Linked DNA regions of Gossypium raimondii: region 1 is linked to region 2. A link is a contact called in public Hi-C data. All regions are on one chromosome and are shown on one strand. The core of a region is the stretch at or near the end of the contact, and the rest is flanking DNA. Distances in the headings are between cores, read along the strand shown.

What was found. Hi-C and Micro-C count contacts between places; a contact is called where the count stands out from the background.
Region 1: a contact with region 2 is called in a Hi-C map of leaf, with 4 times the contacts expected there. The contact joins the promoter of LOC105794508 here to the promoter of LOC105794493 in region 2. A contact is called at or near these places in 2 of 2 Hi-C or Micro-C datasets (both in leaf).

Annotation. Positions count from the first base shown.
Region 1 is chr3:48,218,231-48,223,259 of ASM2569854v1, reverse strand. LOC105794508 (meiosis-specific protein ASY1) reads left to right here and starts at 1,809. Exons shown (of 22, transcript XM_052628440.1): 1 at 1,809-2,045; 2 at 2,154-2,210; 3 at 2,826-2,922; 4 at 3,018-3,086; 5 at 3,185-3,277; 6 at 3,372-3,498; 7 at 3,608-3,677; 8 at 3,774-3,815; 9 at 4,121-4,249; 10 at 4,338-4,451; 11 at 4,593-4,635; 12 at 4,749-4,790; 13 at 4,953-5,029. The coding sequence starts at 2,043.
Region 2 is chr3:47,906,629-47,911,295 of ASM2569854v1, reverse strand. LOC105794493 (squamosa promoter-binding-like protein 2) reads right to left here and starts at 2,469. Exons shown (of 5, transcript XM_012623680.2): 1 at 2,258-2,469; 2 at 1-498. The coding sequence starts at 413. LOC105794492 (4-coumarate--CoA ligase-like 1) reads right to left here. Exons shown (of 6, transcript XM_012623678.2): 4 at 4,659-4,667; 5 at 4,422-4,489; 6 at 3,575-3,916. The coding sequence ends at 3,679.

The sequences.
Region 1 (5,029 bases), core at 560-3,059, 310 kb before region 2:
TGAACTCAGTCACTTGCTGCCATTACTCTTCAGTTTTTTGTTGAGGTTTATCCTGTAGAGGTACTCAAATTAGATCAGTGATCGATTTTTAGGTTTCGTCATAGACCTAATTGGTTCCTTCTAATTACATAAATCAATAGTTCAAACCGCACTCAAAGGTCCCATTTTCATAGGAACTTCTGTACCAGAAATAATGGTATCTCCAATTATAGCCCCTCTAGGATGTAAAATATATCTCTTCTCACCATCCCCATAGTGACCCTTGCCAAATTTGAATATAAAAAGTAATGGAATATTGTGTAAATTTATCCTTTTTACACTTTTTCTTTTCTTTGTGACCTTTTCCGAGATCATCCTTGCATTTGATTCAATAGAAAAGTGAACAACGACAAGAAATAGAATAACCCAAATTTGAAAAATTAATCAAGTACCTAAAATAATAATTATATTAAGAATGTTATTAAATTATATATTATTTTATTAAATTGTATTAATAATTATGTTAAAATATGATTAAATTATTTATTATGATATTTATTAATTCATATTTTAATAATAATTATATTAAGAATATTATTAAATTATATATTATTTTATTAAATTATATTTAATAATAATTATATTGAAATATGATTTAATTATTTACTTTCTATATTTATTAAATTATATTTACTAATAATCTTATTAAAATTTAATAACAATAACAATAATCATCTACCTAAAAAAAGTCTACTAAGGATATTCTAGTCATTTAAATATTTTTTCTTATGCTATTACAACATCTATTTCATCCAACCAAATATAAAAATACTATTACATTCTATTCAATTCCATTGAACTAAACAATTGAATTACTGATTACAACTCTATTCTACTACAACTTTATTCCAGTACATTTCTATTCCATTACAGTCTTATTCCATTCACTCCAACCAAACGTGATGTTGATGTATTGAATTTATGTACTATATATAACTCTTATTTATGTAATGCATGATATATATCGACAATAATTTATGGTGGTAAATTCTTTCTTTACGATAATAAGCATGATAAATTTATATATTTTTTTATGTATGTGTTGAGGTTAATATTATTTTATTTATACATTTATGCATAACCATGTGTATATCCTTATAACCATGTGTACATTCTTGCATTACTTTTGTATATTATCATATGCATTATTTTTATATATTATTTTATAACATTTATGCATAATCTTAACAAAAAACCACTTAATATCTATGTAAAACAAAATATTGTAATTGACGAATTTAATAAAAAATTTAACAATACTAACAATTATAAAAATTCACATCATTATTCTAATTAGAATAAAATATTGATTAACTAATGACATTGTAAAAGTTAATATACCAAATTATATCAAAATAAAATAAATAAATTAAATCTCAAATTTGAGCTAAATATAATAATTAAATTGAAACTTAATTATTCTTATAATAAAAAAATAGAGAAAATAAAATTAGAATTTACTCACTTGTTAAAAAAAAGGATAAACAATGGATTAAGCCTTCATTTTATTTGAAAAAGGAAAACGGAGGTTCATGAGCAAGCTCGCGACGGTGCTCAGCGGACGTCTAGTTTTCATGTAACTGTCTCTCATTGGAAAAGTGGGTACGGTGCTTCAACGGACTCCAAGTCCCGGCAGCCAGTGCTTAGTTCATGATGTATTGGCCAAGCTGAAGCTGCCACGTCAGCATTCCACGACCAAAACGCCCTTAATGTTCATTTAAAATAACAATTTCATCCCTCATCACTACACTTCACAGTTCAAACACACCATCTGCATTTTTAATTTAGCCGTGCTTAAAATTTAAATTCCATGTACCGACCTTCTATAAATAGCGGCTCCCTAACTCTCCAAGCTCATTTCTCTCCCTCCATTACTTAGTTTCTCTCTCTCTCTAATTTGATTCAAATTTCCAAGCCAAACACTAGTTTTCTCTGAAAATTTCTCTTTCTCCTCGCTTTCTGCCATTTCAGTTCTCAGCTCTCTTAATCAAAATTCTACAACAATGGTGAGCTTTAAAATCAAAGCATTTCCTATCCATAATCACGATTTCACGTTTTCTTCGTATTTTCTCTACTCCAATCTCGTTATAACTTGTACCGCTTTATCTTTTCAGGTTGTTGCGCAGAAGGTTAAAGAAGCGGAGATCACTGAGCAAGATTCCCTCCTTCTGGTAAAACATTTCAACTATCCAGTTCTAGCTCGTTTCTTTTATTCCCCTCTGGCATTGATTTGATGTCTCAACACAGCGTTGAGTTTGCTTGTTTGCTGTTCTATACTTAGTTGCTACATAATTTTTTGCTCTGTTTTTTTCCTGTTTGATCGTAATATAGTTCCTTCTTTTATCTTCAAAAATTTGAGTGCATCGATAAAACTCAATCTGATGAATGCAACGAAGGCAGAAACCAAAATCTCTGTTCTCGTTTTTTGCTGAAATTTAACGTCTCTAGGAAACTCGGATATTAAAGGCTTTGTATGTACCAATAGTCTGCAGATCTGAACATTTTAATTTTGCTTTGTCGCTTCGATGAAAATTTTGCTCATAGCTGGTAATGCCCGCCGTTAATTTTTTTTTTTTTTTTCAGTACTGATTCCTTATATTTCATCGCAACTTCGCGAGAAAATTTGCTCTGTCTTTCTGTTTCTCTCGTGAATTTTGCTGCACAATGGATTCGAGTTTCTTTTTTCTATTATCATAGTTAGACCTAGAAGCTTTTGGAATTGCAGCTTTGATTATAAATATATTTAACTTGATCTCATCTTTGTGTATTGATTTTTCTCCTGACAGACGAGGAACTTGCTTCGTATTGCTATTTTCAATATTAGCTATATCAGAGGCCTTTTCCCAGAAAATTATTTCAACGATAAATCCGTCCCTGCTTTAGGTAAGCTTCTTCATCTAAGACTTTCACAAATTTCATTTTAAAATTTCCAAAATCTCTATGGCTAATTTCTTCAAAATCGTAACAATTATCATTAGAGATGAAGATCAAGAAGCTAATGCCGTTGGATGCAGAGTCTCGTAGACTGATTGATTGGATGGAGAAAGGCAAGTTGTTTTCCTTTGATTCTTCACTTCTTTTTCCTGTTTTCATCGTTTTCGCATCCTTGAATTTAATTATTCGATCATTTATCTCTTCTTCCCAGGTGTATATGATGCATTGCAGAAAAAGTACCTGAAAACATTATTGTTCTGCATATGCGAATCAATAGATGGAGCAATGATTGAGGAATACTCCTGTAAAATTTCCGAGTCACCGTTTTTCTAACCGTATTCAAAGTTTTAGTGGTTCGATTCTTGATTTAACAGATTGAGTATCCCTTCTCAATGCAGTCTCTTTTAGCTATTCCAATTCTGATACCCAAGAGGTTTCGATGAATATTAATCGCACTGGAAGCAAAAAGCATGGCAGAGCATTCATCTGCAACTCCACCACTGAAGTTAGTCCCAATCAAATGAGGTGATAAAAATTCGATTCATTCTACCCAGTATAATCTTGAATTTTCTACCCATTGTTGTTCAGAGATGCAATTTTAAGTTAAAACTTCCATAACAACGTAAAATTTCAGGAGTTCTGCTTGTAAAATGGTCCGTACTCTGGTTCAATTGATGAGAACTCTCGATAAGATGCCTGAAGAGGTAAATTTTAGCAAATAAGCTTTCTAAATATTTCTTTTACATACAGCTGTATTGGTATTATTAATTGTGATATATTCATTCTATCTTCTGTTTCAGCGTACTATACTAATGAAACTCCTCTACTATGATGATGTGACGGTACGCCTTTCTTATTTTCCCCGTGAAGACTTTGCTTCACCATCTACATCAAGTCTGGGGCTAAAATTATTTGTGAATTCTTATTGTCTATATAAGTGGATTGGGTATTTGGTTGTTGAGCATATGTTCGCTTCTCCGGGTAAATGTCGTAAACTTGGCCAGCTGTCGCATGCTTGCAATGCATATTGAACTGAAGCAACTCGTTACTTGTTTGTCTATGTGCTGATTTTCCTTCGCGTAACTGTTTTGTTATAACTGTTTTGTCAAAGTTTTTAGATTTAACGCGCTAATTTCATCAAGTACAGCCAATGGACTATGAGCCTCCATTCTTTAGAGGCTGTACGGAAGAAGAAGCTCACAATTCATGGATCAAAAATCCTTTAAGGATGGAAGTTGGAAATGTCAACAGCAAGCACTTTGTGTTAGCTCTCAAGGTAACTGTTTGAAGGCTTTTTGGATGCAGGGATCGCATTTGTGGTTCGTATATTAATCAAAGTTTTCGATACTGGTGACTTTGTACAGGTGAAAAGTGTGCTTGATCCTTGTGGGGATGAAAATGACGACATTGAAGATGAAGAAGTAAGCCTTGGTGTTGACTCTGTTCAAAGGGATGAATCTTCCGACTCTGATACTGAGGTAAAATAACAGTCTCCTTTGTTCAGTTTATGTACTGTTGCCCTTTAAAGCACGCTTGTAATATATGAAACCAACTGATACCACACTATCCAAATGATTAGAGCTGTGTTGAGGTCTTGGATTTTTGGCTACTGATTTCAGGTTGGTGAATCACAAGAAGACCAATTTATTGTGGCTCCAGTAGGTAAAGAAATTGTTTCACTAGACCTTATGGTCCTTATTTGTCCCTGCCATGTTTTTTATGAGTTCTTGCTGGGAGAATTTGATTGCCAGTAACAACAATGATTATTCTGCCAGATAAGGAACGATCAGAAGAAGACAATAGTGCGGTTGATGAAGGTAACATTTTAAAGTTATCAATCTGGAATTAGACATTGTAGAGTTTAAAGTTGATAAAGAAGGTTTTTTTTTAAGAATTTCCCCTCACCTTTCCTCTTTCTCTATGAGATGTTTTTCCCTTCTGGATTAGGTTTGTTTAATAATCTATTACCTGCTGCATAGATGATACTCAAGATCCCATGGAAGATGAACAACAGTTGGCAAGGGTGAAGATTTGGATCGATAATCTTCATCTTGAC
Region 2 (4,667 bases), core at 1,220-3,719:
CCAAGCTTTAAACTGAGCAATGGCTCACCAGAGCCAACTGAAGCCTCAAATATTGGGGAACTACCGGTGTGCTCAACCTTGGAAACCTTTTTCTTGTTGCTAATTTCATGTGGTATAGCTTCAAAAGCCTCCAAAGTAAATGTGGTCACTTTTACCTCTCCCGCAGATGAAGAATTAATGGATGCCGATTTCGAACTTTTAGACAAAGAAATAAGGCCCAAATCTGATCCAGAACCACCACTACCTCCAGCAGCAGCACCAGAAGAATAGAGAGACCCAGAGTCCAGCTCTTCCTCGCCCTCAATATCCCACTCTGCCGATCTTAGCTTCCTTGGAATTTCAGTTGGTGTCGCATTTAACATCATTAGGTTCTCCCACTCCCATTGCAACGGGGTTTTGGCATTCCAGTCCATGAGAGAGATAGAACTCACAGAACAGTTCAAACAATCTTCTTCATATAAAAGCCAAGCCACTTGTCAACAGATCCTAAAATATAACCTAGAGGTTTGCTCAATTCATTAAGGAAATAAACGAAAAGAATTTCAATCATCCTAAATTCAGTAACCTTATATATGAAGCAGACCATTCAAAGAATCCTTATAGACACATAGCACGCAAAACAACTGATAAACAAAAATTAATCCCTGCATATCAAGTTCAAAACTTACCTCTAAATCTAACAGCATCAAAGTCCAACCCTCTCTGTTTCTCAGATCTAGAGTGGTACAAGTTAGAAAATTTTCTATCCACTTCAACGAAACAATATTTAGTCCACTCCTTCCCCAAGTTTAAACTAAAAAGGGTTTGTTGATGCCACTTCAAATCCACTTAGCAAAACAATCGCAACCAGGGTAGTAGAGAGGTTTGACTAAACAAAGCAATCACTTCTCAAGCCGAGCGTTTTTTTATGCAGATATCAATATCCAACAGAAAAGAGAGCTTAAGCAACGACAAAAAGTATGTTATATTGGACCTTGCAGATTCGAACTAGAATAGTAGTAGAGCTTTTTTCTCATCCATTCATTATTGCTAACGCAAACAAACTGACACCATAGTTCCAAACTGTCTCTCTATACGAGTCTTGTACGAATGTAAGCTGATCTTCAACCCCAAGTAAAAACATAGTAGTGTTCCATAAACCTTCAACATCAGCAGTAAATTCCACCACCAAAACTCTAGAAAAATTTAGCTTATCTATTAACCCATCCAACAATAACTACCCGGTCTAGCCTCTTTAACAAAGCAGCTCCCTCTCTCTCTCTCTGCTCGCCCCACTATCTTCAATAATTCTAAGAAGCAGTAACAAAGTCCAAGTAGAGGAACCCAAAAATTAAACAAATAAAAGGATTCACGTTTTAATCAAGTAACCTAGTCTAAAAAACACTCTAACACTTTCAATAATTCCAATTCAATTATCTGGGAAATCTTGCAAAGTAGGTCCCTGACTCAGACCCACAACTACTGTACAAAACAAAATTCAATGAAACCCTAATCTACCATAAATTCTTGTACCGAAAAATATCTACCATACTGATGTATAAAAAGCTATCCCGACAACCATTTTTACTTGAACCCCCACGAGAACCATTAAAATCAATCAACAAATACCATACATGTCAACCAAAAAAATAAACAAAAAAGAAATTCTACTCACAATTTTTTTCTCCATACAATATATATGAAGTTTTGCATTGAAACAGAAATAGAACAAACATATAAACTAAAATATTCATTTTTACTAAAAAAATAGAAAGTATTTGGTCCCCTTCTTAGATATCATTCGTCATATCGTTTTTCCTTTTAATGTTTTGATAAATTCTTCTCAGCTTTCAGCCAGAAATACAAGGTAAAAAATAATAAAAAGGAACCCTTTTAACAAACATAAACGCAGTCGTTTCCATTTATTTTCCCCAGAAAACAAGAAAAGAAAAGGAACCATAACAAAAAAAAAAAAACGCACTTTACCTTCTTTTTTTTTTCTTTCTAAAGTTAAAACAAGTTCACATAATAAAGGTAGAAGATAGGAAGAAAATGATGTTTCAATCTGAGCCGCAAAAACAAGAGATGTTTCCCCATTTTTAGAAACTCCAGTACCTCATTATTGCTTTCTTTGTTAATCCAAAATGAAAACTCTGTTTTATCTTTCCTATTTATTAACGGCGTTTAGTAAAAACAAAGTGAAAACATATATAAAAGAAGAAGAAAGAAAGAAAGAAAAGGCAAGGCAAATGCTTTCTGGTGAGATTGAGTTACTTACCGATGCGTACTTCAATGGTGGGCAGAAAGAATAGAAAAAGAAAGAGCAGAAGGATTAAAGATCTTGAAAAAGAAAGGAGATAAGGTACAGCAAAGCACAGCCCACAGCCGAGTCCGAGTCTGAGACCGAGTCAGGGTCTCTTTCACAGACTGAAAATGGAAGGACAAGCAACGAAAGAGGTGGTGAGAGTGGCGCAAAAAATAATTAAAGCCTAGCTTTTTTGGAAGAAATTATTTCCTTTTATTATTATTATTTATTTATTTGTTTGTTGTATTATTACTGCTGCAGTAACTTTTTTTTTAAATGCAGAAATTAAATTAGGTAGAATTTATTTAAAATAATGACACGTGCCAGTACAAAAGCTGATTGCATTGCAACTTTTGCAGGTTATGGAGTATGGACTATGGAGTAGTAGTTTTTTGGACGGTAATGAAAGGGTTGCCTTTTTCTCGTCAGTTACAGGTAGCCAGCCCAACTAATATTAGGTCTATTAATTATATTATCCGATGTTGTATTTTTAATCCCTTAATTGTTAATTAAAATTTTACCTATAAAAAAGCAACGTATTAATAAATAAATTTAATGTTGATCTTATAATAAAATTCCAAATTTTAAAAAATACAAAAATTAGAAAATAAGAATTTAAAGAATTTGATTAAAAATAAAACAATGCAGATTATTGGAAAGGCGGGGCAGAATTCAAAATATTAAAAAGAATAAATCATCCCTACAATTCCTGAATTAAGAGTTTGTGCTGCAAAATCTACTTGACATTAATTATTATAAGTTAATGAAACCTTTTTCTATTTTTGGTTTTAAAATATATCAACTAACTCTCAGGTTTTTGATGATTATTCTATGTTCTGTCATATTATAATTAAGGAAGTCCAATTTTTTGGATTATGATAATCATACTAGCATCAAAACATTAAAATAATTCACCTATCCAAGGGACCACAATTTGTGTTTAGATGGTGGATCTTTCTCACTTTCACCATTAAAATAAACCTTTAAACTCAGTATTAAAATATAATGTCATTAACTCTGAGCAAATTTGTCAACCCAGAGCTTCCACCGTACGTACAATCAAATATGGGTGTCAACTGTCAACCTATCCTTTAAACCCCCCTTTTTTCATTCTAATCTTTTAGGATCCCTTTAACAATTATTTGTAACATATTTTGACATTTTTATTTCTAAACCCTAATATACAATTATTCACATTGACACTTTGTCCCCTCTTAACTACCAAATCAAGTAGCAGAAACAGAGATAGTAACATATTGCTATTATTAATATTATTATATATAAGGAGACTGCAAGCATTTTCATTTTTCATTTTAAACATAAGATCATAACAATGAGATGGATTACTTTGAGTAAATGAAAAGAAAGGGATTTTATTGAAGGAAATGTTGGAATTAGGAATAGGAAGGGGGTTTGGGCATATTTTCCATCATCTTATCTTTCAAAAGCCTTCGCATGATTTTGCCAGATGGGGATTTGGGAATGGTGTCCACAAATTGCAGAACCCTCACTTTCTTGTAGTGTGCAACATTGGAGGCTACGTACTCCATTATGTCCCTTTCGTTTTCTTTGGCATTTGGGTTCATCACAACGCATGCCGCCGGAATTTCCCCTGCTTCTTCGTCAGGCAGCCTGTATTTCAATTCCACTCTTCATTGAGTTTGAGTGTAACAAATAGGTACATGTTTAATACAAGTATGACTTTATCTATTCAATACTTAAATATATTCTACAAAATAATAAAAATTTGTCTCATATTTGAAAGAGATTGGACAAAAATATATAAGTTCGAAAATAAAAATATCCGTTTAAAATATGTATCAAGCTCTGAGTTTAATCTATTTCTCAATGTTATAATATATTATAATTTAAATCATATAAAATTATATATATAGCCATTATACATAGTGTAATTATTAAAATATATTAATTTATTTATGTTTGAAAGTTTCATAAAACAAAATTATATATAAAATTAGAAAATATTAAATATAAAAAAGTAACACATTTAAAAAAAATAAAAATAACTTGGACAGATCTAAATAAAAGAATTTGGATAATATTTAACCCTTTTATGTATTTAGAGCATCATTATATTGTATAGGATACAGTGGCAAACATAGTTGCTAATACTTACGGCACCACTGCTGCATCTTCGACTGAGGAATGAGTAAGGAGGATGGCCTCTAGTTCCGCTGGAGCTACCTGTGAAAGTACCAAACACTTCCAAATTTTAGCCAATTCAATTCAACTGCTCTGAAATATGACAAGGTTATTGCTGTTTATGAGATCAAGTTAAAAAAAGTATATGGGTTGGTTTTTTCTTTAGAAAGGAAAAAAGCTAGAAAAATGTCATAATGTTGAGCGAGCTTACTTGAAAACC